Linked DNA regions of Mus musculus: region 1 is linked to region 2. A link is a contact called in public HiChIP or PLAC-seq data. All regions are on one chromosome and are shown on one strand. Each heading gives the region's core, a stretch centred on a gene start, on an enhancer-like site or on the middle of the called end of the contact. The rest is flanking DNA. Distances are from core to core; before and after follow the strand shown. Region 1 holds the start of Fam180a (family with sequence similarity 180, member A). Region 2 overlaps Slc13a4 (solute carrier family 13 (sodium/sulfate symporters), member 4).

Region 1 (5,078 bases), core at 189-2,688, 38 kb before region 2:
AGTCCACTTATCCTGACCACTGTCTCCACAGGCTAGAAAGCCGTAACAGTAAGAGATTCTTCAAAGTTCTCCAAGCTTTCATAGTCTCCTCTAGAGGTAAGGGAAGGGGGCACATAATTAGAGACATAGCATGCCTACAACTGTGCTTCTATGTGTGTATGCCTGTACATGTCTGGGGAGCGAGTGAGCATTGCCTGTGCATGCATGTGAGAGCGATGTCAGGTGTCTTCCTTAATCCTGCTCCACCGTACAAACCTGAAATTTAACCAATTCATGTAGCGAGTCCGGTCGGCAGGCCTGGGGATCCTCCTGTCTCTGCCTCCCCAGCTGAGGACTGAGATTACAAACAGATGCTGCTGTGCTGGTTACTTCCTGAGTACTGGGGATCACGCTCACACAGCAAGCTCTTTAACAACTGAGCCGTCTCCCAGTACTTTTTAAATGATGATGGGAAAATACTGCCATTCTGCTAGACATAAAAGGATTTGGTCGCTGATCTGGGCACAGTACAGAGAGGTTCAGTGGCCCCAAGGGTCAGGTTGCAAGCTGCTTGGTCCCCAGTATAATAGGGTGAAAAAGTATATAGAACCCTCTCGATAGAGAGCAGGGCTTGGTGCAAAGTAACTAGCTCATTGGGGCATTGTCCCTGGAAGGGGTTAATGTAGTTCTTTGGGGACCCTGGTTAGTTACCTTGAAAGGTTTTTGCAAACAGAGAAAACCTGACCCCCGAAGGCTTCCTAGATCAGCATGAAATCTCTTCCCTGCAAACATTCCCACTGAGGTGTCTTCTGCCATCAGATCTTAGTCAGAACTGTGCAAGAAGCCAGTGTCATGCTCTTGACCCTCAAGAAGAATATGCTAATTAGACCTCTTCTCTTTAAAAACTCTGTGGAAAGCACCCAATGGATCATGGATGTGAACAGGAGCTCAGCTTCCCAGCCTCCTGCATAGACTCACAAGGTTCCCAAAAGCAATACCTATTCTCCAAGGCCACCTGCCCACTCTGCTCCTCACAACCTACCAATGCCCCACCTACCCAGAAGCTAGGAAAGGCGCCAGACCCCAAGACCCACAAGTCTAGCTCCAGGGAACGATAGCAGGAACACCCCACCCTAGTACCACAATGACTGTGCTGTCCTACAGGCAACTCTGAGCTCCACCAGCCCCACCGTCTGCCAGGCAACCTCCCAGCTCTTCCTCCAGCCCGCAGTCCTGGCTCTGAAGTAGTATGTGTGGACAGGGAAAACAGCCAACTTCTCGCCGGGCTCTCTAACAAGTTCCGCGGGTCTGTTTGTTAAAGAAAAATTCCAGTGGGCGCATCCAACACATGGAACTCAAGTACAGAAATTATATTTATCCAGCCCACTGCCAAAGAGATCACATGCCCCGTGAGTCACTCCAGATGTGCTCAAAAACAGAGCCTCTGTGTGGAAGCCTGGTCCCCTAATCCCAGAGAGAGTTAGGTTAAGAGAGGTACCAACTTCTGTCCCACCCAAGAGGCTGCATCCGCCTCCATCCTGTGGAGCCAGGGAGAGGCCCTTGCTTTCCTTATAGACAAGAAAGGGCAGTAAGAACTCTGTCCTCTCGCTGAGAAGAGCAGGGGTCCACCTGCAGCCCCTGGGGTCCCGCAGGAATAGAAGGTCAGCTTGTCTCCCTCCTGGAAGATGTCCTGGAAGGCGCTGACGATTCTGCTGGTATTCTCCAGCACCCAGGCCACTGCGTCCTGCAGGTGGAGCAGGGGTGAGTTGTTTTGAATTCTTGTGTTTCTCTGGTGCTCATTCATCTTTCTTGAATAGAATTGTGGCAGTGGAGTAGAGTTAGAGGGAGGAAGGAATTAAAAGCCCCGTGCCTGCTTCATACGCCAACTTTGCCAGTGCTCTATGGTCCCTCTTGGTAAAAGGTGATAGGAAATACCCGGTGGAAGAGCATCGAAGCAGCCAATTTGGGAGCCCGATGGAGGTTGAGAAGCCATCGGGTTGCTCCTGCTGGTGAGCCAGAAAGAACTCTTGGGTGTTTCGGAGGATGGGTAAGGGTTCTCTGCAGATCCCTGCCTGCTGCTGCTGGGACAGACCCCCCGAGAGAAGGTATCAAACTCAGCTGCCTGTGTGATGGAATGGTGGCCACTGGGACTAACGCAGAGAGTTCTTGGCCACACTGGCTAAGAATGAGGTCTCCAGGATGCTATGGGTGTGCATTTTGGCAGCCAGGTAGAGCTGTGTGGTGGTGAGTGAGAGGGGAAAAAAAAAAGAACATTTAGGGCATCCACCCAGTGTGCTTGGCCCCTGTCATTCACATCAAGCCTCCATGGAAAGAAACCGGTGTGTGCAAAAGCTTTACTCTCATGCTGATTGATATCTTCTCTCTCAGATGCCGCTTCTGAGAACAAAGGTGGCATCTTTACTCTGGTCTGGCTGCACTTGGCAGTCACCGGGGACATATCAGGCCAGCTAGTTTATTACTATCAGGAAATGAAGAGCTGGGGGGTGTTATCCACTCCATGCCAGTCTGAGGAGAAATCTTCCCGCTGCCTACATTCAAATGAGTTCACGTCCCCAGAAAGACCTAGAAATCCAGCGTTCCCTCAAGTCAATCCAGACGCTCTTTATAGAGACCCCTAAGGGCATGAGGATTGGTATGGGGACATGAATGAACCCCTCCTTCTCAGGGACTATGTCAGGGAGGGAAAGGGAGGCCTGAGCGGCAGAGGAGAAGCACTTGCAATGGAAGAGAGGGGCTCGAAGCCCTTATTAATCCTCCTTGTGCTTAAGCCTGATCTTAGGGACTGGCTGGGACATAAGTGTTGCTGAGGTGCAAACAACACACAATGCAGACATTTCACACACATTCACACACACACACACACACACACACACACACGCATGCACACACACACATGCCTACCTGCCATTGTGCTGTCTTTAAGGGCAGCACTTCGGGGTGGAAAGCAGAGAGGTCTTAGAAATGGATTCTGTCACTTACGTTCATCGCACTAGGAGCACAACTTAATTTGCCAAAGGAGACAACGGCATGTTCTCTTCTTAAGGCTCCAGCTGTCAGGAAGCCAAGAGGGCACTGGGCGTTCAAGAAGGCTCGTAAACACCCCTGCAAGGACTCAGAGACTGCAGTGCTTTCTCTAACAAGCCACCTGCGTGATCTCTGGCAGGTTCCTAGCTTCTCTGGATGTTGTTAGCAAGTAGCATCCTAGCAATCACAAGACATGCCCTCAAAGGATGATTTGAGGATGATATTCAAAAATACGCTATGAAAATGATGTACATAAGCGTTAGTGGCTACTTACCACTCTAAAAAATATATATAAGCATTATTCCTTAATGAAAAGCTGAGTCTCTCCACATGCTTGGTAGCAACATCTGAGGCTCTTGGGAGAAGGTTTTTCCAGCAGGGACACGGGCTCTAAAGACCCAAGGCCAACACAAATGACCCAAAGGCCATTATGGGACAAAGTACGAAGGGCTAGATGTATGGTCAGAGACTGTGTTCGGAAGCAACAAGTGATGTGGTGTCCATCCAAGTTTCTTTAACATTCTTCCACGCAGTTGGCGTTTATTTTTTCCTTTATCTTAAACATTTTTTTTTCTAATTAAAAGAGGACACAATTTTTGTCACCTTCAGATCAGCTCGGTTGATAAAGTGCTTCCTGTGCAAGCATGAGAGCCTGAGTTGCCCCAGATTCCATGTTAAAAAAAATAAATAACCTGGGTATCTGGGTGTGGCAGCCTGTGTCTGTAATCCTATCGCTATGGAGACTGAGCATAGCATCCCACAGCTCGCTGCCACCAGCCTAACCCAGCTGGTGAGCTCCAGGCCAATGAGACATACTGTCTAAAGAAAATGGACTGTTTTCCTGAGAGTAATGCTCTTGAGGCCATCACATGGTACCTTCCTGTGTGTGTGTGTGTGTGTGTGTGTGTGTGTGTGCGCGCGCGCCTGTGCATGCACACACACACACACTAAAATAACTTTCCACAGGTGTTGTCCCTTTCACCTTATCCTTACTCCAACTCTGAACTGTCACCCTGCTTTCAATGAATTCCCTAAAAGGAGTTTAGGGGATGCTTTTCTTAGGAGACTGTATTCTTCCATCCTTACCCCCCACCACCACACCCCTCCCCCTTACACACTGCTCTATATAGAAAGAAACCCAAAAGGAGTCTGCCAACTGGCAGGCAGCCTTCTTCTGCCCCTTCTCCCAGGCTCCCCCTAGGCAGTGCTCTCTAGGATTCCTCCCTCCCCTGCCTCCCAGGGTGGAGATTCCATGGCCAGATCCAGGGCTGCCCAGTCCAGCCCCACCAGCATGACGAAGTCTCAGTGACTCACCTGTGGTTTCTGTGGTTAACAGGGCCAACCTGAGGACACTGACCTACACACACAGCCCATGTCCTGGCATGCCCCACAGCTTGTCAGGGCAATACCTGAGGGGAGAGGGCTTGCCTGACTTTATTTTTTTTTTTTCCATTTTTTATTAGGTATTTAACTCATTTACATTTCCAATGCTATACCAAAAGTCCCCCATATCCACCCACCCCCACTCCCCTGCCCACCCACTCCCCCTTTTTGGCCCTGGTATTCCCCTGTACTGGGGCATATAAAGTTTGCAAGTCCAATGGGCCTCTCTTTCCAGTGATGGCCGACTAGGCCATCTTTTGATATATATGCAGCTAGAGTCAAGAGCTCCGGGGTACTGGTTAGCTCATAATGTTGTTCCACCTATAGGGTTGCAGATCCCTTTAGCTCCTTGGCTACTTTCTCTAGCTCCTCCATTGGGAGCCCTATGATCCATCCATTAGCTGACTGTGAGCATCCACTTCTGTGTTTGCTGGGCCCCGGCATAGTCTCACAAGAGACAGCTACATCTGCGTCCTTTCAATAAAATCTTGCTAGTGTATGCAATGGTGTCAGCGTTTGGATGCTGATTATGGGGTGGATCCCTGGCTATGGCAGTCTCTACATGGTCCATCCTTTCATCTCAGCTCCAAACTCCGTCTCTGTAACTCCTTCCATGGGTGTTTTGTTCCCAAATCTAAGGAGGGGCATAGTGTCCACACTTCAGTCTTCAT
Region 2 (5,241 bases), core at 1,187-3,686:
AAATGTCCTTTATGTCTCAATTATTTTTCCTGCCATTAAAACTGTTCTTGTTTTGTCACCTTAAAAGACATTTTAAGTTAAAAGTTCATCTCCTCACTTTTTTGCCATGGATCCTCTAACTATGTGACTATTATTTATTGAGTATCTACTTTTGCATGTTATTCCACTGTTGGCAATTTAAAGGTTTTACTAAAAGACTGAAGAGGTGGATATAGAAACTCAGCCAACTACAGTATACCCCTGATCTCAGCCTTGCCCTGAGCACTCCATGGTGTATGGAATTAACTAAAGCCACAATCCCAGCCTAGCCCTGAGTGCTCTACATTGCAAGGAATTAATAGTGTCCCCAGGGAACAATCAGAGTTTAGAAGCAAAGGAAGGTGTTCTGGAGGGCACCAGGCCTGAACTTGGCTTTGAAGCCTGTTCCAAATGCACAGCCAGACACAAAGACAGAATGTTCCAAGTGAGAATGTAGCAGAACATAGGTGATGAGGAAAGGGATTCTGAGAACGGAAGGATCCAACAGGGACGGGGCTGGATGTACCAGGGAGACATGTGGACGAGAAGGGAGGGTTAATCAAAGTGAAGGACAAAAAATATAAGTTTATTCTTTCTTTATTAATGTATTGGTTCTTTCTCATTTGAGTGAAATGGGGAGGGGGAGTAAAAATTGTAAAAGTACCTTCAAAATTTCTATCCCACTGAGTGTGGCAGTAAGTCTAGTTCTTAGCTTTTGAGTCAGGGTTTCTCTGCATAGTACTGGATGTCCTTTAACTCATTCTGTAGACCAGGCTGGCCTCCAAGTCGAAGATCCACCTGCCTCTCCATCCCAAGTACTGGGGTTAAACGTGTGCGCCACCACTGCCTAGCAGAGTTGGTATTTTTAAACAACCAACTATTCTAGCTAGTAGTAGAATGCTTGCCCAACGTGGGAGAGACCCTGGGTTTGATGTCAGAGCTGAAGAAGATAAGGAACTACCCAGTTATTTGAATAAGCCTCCCCTCACTGCTTCTACTTCATCAGCCTCTGCCTCTGAGAACACACTGTCCTGCCCATGGCCTCTTCCCAGGTGGTGACTGGCCTTCCTGACCCCCCTACAGGTGGCGGCTGAGTACTTCAAGAACACCACGCTGCTGTTGGTGGGCGTCATCTGTGTGGCAGCAGCTGTGGAGAAGTGGAATTTACACAAGCGCATCGCCCTGCGCATGGTCTTGATGGCGGGAGCCAAGCCTGGCATGTGAGTCACATGGCATGTGGGGTCCTGGGGCAGTGGTTCCTCTGCTAAGTGGGAGGTGACACCAGGATGATGGACTCCCACCTCCCGCACCTGTGAGAGAGATCCCAATAACTAGGAGTGATCCTGATAGCCACAGAATACAGATCTGAATGGTAGCCCTGATGTTACTATCACCTGAATCTAAGGAATTCTCTTCACAACCTGGACCACAAGGACAGGTTTGCAACACCTGAGGGCCTTGTGAGAAAGCATAAAATGGACCAAACAGAAACAGTTTCTCTTTTTTTTTTTTTGCCTGTGGGTTAGAGTGCACATAGGTCAAAGAATTGGGTGGCTTTTCCATTGTCATTTAAGAAGCCATGAACATCTCTTCCCATCCACCCAAGTTGCTGAGGGGGGTGGGGGGAGTGTTGCTTCAATGCCTCACATGCTCCCTCTTTCTCCTTCCACTCGGCCATCAAGAGACCCAGCAAGGGGGCATCCTCACCCTCACAGCATTCGTGAGGGCATCAGGGTGGACAGTTTTGTGTGAGCCTTGCTCCCACTGCACAGGATCTCCTTTGTTCCTCTTCCCTTTCTCCACTCCTAACGGCTCCGGCTCCTACGTCTATGCAAGCTGCTGCACCCGCTGGAAGAGCAGACTAGAAACAATGTAGCACTGTTTTCAGCATTAGTCTTTCAAATGAGTTCTTGGAACTCTGAAGCCCGCCCCTGACTCCCAGGTTGCAAAGCAGAGCCTTGCTAATTATGGCTAAAGCCACCCAGGCCCAGCAACCGGCTGCCCACTCTGTGCTTCCAAGGCACACAAGGAGCATTGCTTCCAACATAGTGGGACCTTGTGGCTCCTTTGACTCTGTTCTGTTTTTTGTTTTGTTTCCCTTGTGGTACTGGGGGAGGGGTGGAGAGAATGAATGAAGCAATCGCTCATCCTTGCCCTAAGCAAGCACTCAAGCCCCGAGCCACATCTCCAGCCCCTGCATAGCTCTGGAAATCTTTATCCTATCAACAAGAATGTCCACCTGTCTGGGTTTGCCTTCTTCCCTATTTACCACACTACCCAGCAAGTTCATGCCGGCATGGCTCGATATCATGGCGCGCTATCAGTGGGTGTGCCAAACATGAGAGCTATGTTGCTCTCAGCTCAAACAAAACACTGCCAGGACTCAGCCCTGCTTGGGCACAATCCACACATGTGCTGTCTCCTTTGTGCAAAGTCATCTGAAGTATAAACAAGTCATCTTTGTCTCCACCTCTCCTAGGCAGCAAGCCCCAGGTCTGCACAGGCACGGTTTGCACTGTGCTTCCAAGTCAAAGGGAAATCATTTGAAGGTTATTTTTGTTCTGTGCTCCTCCAAGCTTGACGCTTTCAGAGACCAGCTGGAGACACACACACACACACGCACACACGGACAGGGGAGACTACTGTGGCTTTGTGGCCATCCTTGCAGCTAGTTGGCACTGGGACAAGTCGTGGGAGAACGAAGTGCCAGGACTGTTTGCTCCCAAATTACTGTGCTGACTTGCTCAGAGCATGGGGTGCCCTAGACTTGCTGGCTGCAGGGGAGGGGAAAAAGATCCCCTTATGCATAAGAGACACACCACAGAGCTCCACCTAACGTCCACACAGAGAGAAGGGAACAGCCTCTGAGTCCCTACCCTGGATCCTTTCTATCAAAGCTAGCCCTTCTTTCTTTAAAAGCTTTTTTCCTGGCCATGGTCACTAGCCACGGCTTGGGAATCATTTGCTGGACCAATGCTGAAATAAAGGGTTACCCCGCACCAAGTTCTGGGAGTTTAGAGGTGAATGGCACCTGGGGGCTCATTAGGGTCATAATTCATCAGGATAACGCTCTGCCCAACCGTCCCTGCCCTCCAGGCTCCTGCTGTGTTTCATGTGCTGTACCACCATGCTGTCCATGTGGCTCTCCAACACCTCCACCACCGCCATGGTGATGCCCATCGTGGAGGCGGTGCTGCAGGAGCTCATCAACGCTGAGGAGGAACAGCTGGCAGCCGGCACTGAGGAGGCTGAGCTCATGGGTACAGTTCACTGGGGGCCCATCTCCCCTTTGCTCCTCCCCCCAGCCTGGTGCCCATCTTCATTGGAGCCTCTTGGCCATGCCAGCAGTCACAACCCAAGCTACCCTTAGCCCATTCTCATTCTTCCTACGTTGCTCACAGGCATCCTCCACCCCTTCTCTTTGTCCCAATTTCTCAAGCATTATTACAAAACTCCGGTGTCTGCCTGCATCTACAGCCCCACTATGCCTTCAGAGCAGAGAGAAGGGGAGAGGCCATCACACCTCTGCCCCTGCCCTGAGCCCCTGGCCTTCCACATACGGGGTCCACTGCAGCCTTAGTTTTAACTTCCTGTGTTTCTTTACCACTTTAGGTCTTGATGTAAACAACAGACAGACGTCCATGGAACTCATCTTTGTCAATGAAGAGTGAGTATGACCATCCCTCTTCCCAGACGGAGCCTCTTGGGGCCATTAAAGAGGACAGGAAAGATAAGACCAAATCGTCTCTTTTAGATGCATGTGCCAAGCTCGCCATCTTGTCCCCATCCATAGGATCTACCTCTGACGATCTTGAGGGGGTCTCCCCTAATTCCAGAACACTTGGGAATAAGGAGGAATACAAAGACCCACGTTAATTCCAAGTAGATGTAGGAGCCGCCCTATGGCTGCCAAGTACAACTACATCTGTACTGATGCGGTTAGAATACTGGGGGACAGTTGTTGACAGGCTGTTTGATGCTCTAGCAAGCTGAAGCTAGGAAAGGAGAAACATGGTCTTGAGCATTCAAATGCTGTGGGGTCCATCAACAGCTGACTTCTTTTCAGAGTACATATATACATATATACATACATACATACAAACATACGTGGTCTTTAAGGGTATTCCATGGTGAATACAACCCATTTTTTTAAAAGATTTATTCATTTTATGTATATGAGTACACTGCAGCTGTACAGATGGTTGTGAGCTATCACGTGGTTGCTAGGAATTGAACTCAGGACCTCTGCTCACTCTGGCCCCGCTGGCTCCAGCCCATATATTTATTATTATATGTAAGTACACTGTAGCTGTCTTCAGAAACACCAGAAGAGGGCATTAGATCTCATTATGGATGGTTGTTAGCCACCATGTGGTTGCTGGGAATTGAACTCAGGACCTTTGGAAGAGCAATACAATGCTCTTAACCACTGAGCCATCTCTCCAGCCCCGAATACAACCCATTTCAAAGTTGTATTTCACAATGGTTCTTTATAATTTGCCCGTTTAAATACAAAAAAAAAAAAAGAATAAGAGCTCATACCGAATGAACTCAACCTATAGAGCTGGACAGACACAGAGAGGGACAGACGCAGAGAGGGACAGACATGGAGAGGACCCAGCCAGAAACATCATCATCTTCTTCGTCTTCCCACTGTCTTCCATGGTCACCCTGTTCTTGCTGCCCTCTGCCTTTCTTGGTATCTCAGATACCACAGCTTTTCTGGCCCCTTCGGAGAGGCACAGTGATCTCACTTTCGGATCCCCAACAGGCTAGCCCAGGTTCATATCAAAACTTTGCTGTTTCCAAAGCTTGTCCCCTTTCTGTGGGTCCACAGCGGTTCCCTCTGGACCCAAGCCTGCAGAAGAAGAGATGAGAGTTGGTGGGGGTAGGAACTGACCTTTCGTTGTCCCCTGCCCCAGCTCCTCCTGTCCCTTGTCTACTGTCCCCTCACTCTGCTGCTTCTGCAGTCTCCAGGGTTGGGGTGAACATAGGGAACAGAAAAGACCAAAGGGTAGACTCTTGTCTGAGACCCAGGCCCGAGCTCTGTCACTTGTGAGCACCCTGCTTCAGGGTTCAAGGTGACCTCTTTGCCACCCAGGCCTGATGGCTGTTGGCTCTTGGACGACCATGTATCTCGGTCCTTCCCAGTGTTCTGATGGTCTAGCCCTCTTTGTTTCCTGGGGTCACTGTTTTCTGGGCAGTGCTTTGACAATGGCTCCA

The links. HiChIP or PLAC-seq counts read pairs in DNA pulled down with a chosen protein or histone mark.
Region 1: a contact with region 2 is called in an H3K27ac HiChIP or PLAC-seq map of embryonic stem cells, with 6 read pairs. The contact joins the promoter of Fam180a here to the enhancer-like site in region 2. A contact is called at or near these places in 6 of 39 promoter capture datasets (the 3T3-L1 cell line, embryonic stem cells, macrophages and 2 more), 2 of 15 datasets of contacts at CTCF or cohesin (the NIH/3T3 cell line and pro-B cells), 22 of 484 Hi-C or Micro-C datasets (the AML12 cell line, the C2C12 cell line, the G1E-ER4 cell line and 13 more), 3 of 115 datasets of contacts at active chromatin or transcription factors (embryonic stem cells, heart atrium and pancreatic cancer cells) and 3 of 9 other capture datasets (adipose tissue, embryonic stem cells and pancreatic islet).

The regions. Positions count from the first base shown.
Region 1 is chr6:35,322,501-35,327,578 of GRCm38.p6, reverse strand. It overlaps Fam180a (family with sequence similarity 180, member A), which reads left to right and starts at 1,438. Exons shown (of 3, transcript NM_173375.2): 1 at 1,438-1,740. The coding sequence starts at 1,665.
Region 2 is chr6:35,285,791-35,291,031 of GRCm38.p6, reverse strand. Slc13a4 (solute carrier family 13 (sodium/sulfate symporters), member 4) reads left to right here. Exons shown (of 16, transcript NM_172892.3): 3 at 1,102-1,238; 4 at 3,115-3,278; 5 at 3,631-3,685. Among named protein-coding and RNA genes, the nearest start is that of Slc13a4, 20 kb to the left of the region's middle. Within about 2 kb of position 2,436, at least 99 of the 459 cell types and tissues checked have an H3K27ac peak or open chromatin away from gene starts, as enhancers often do. A contact at or near this core is called in Sertoli cells, adipose tissue, embryonic stem cells and 4 more, where this site is marked.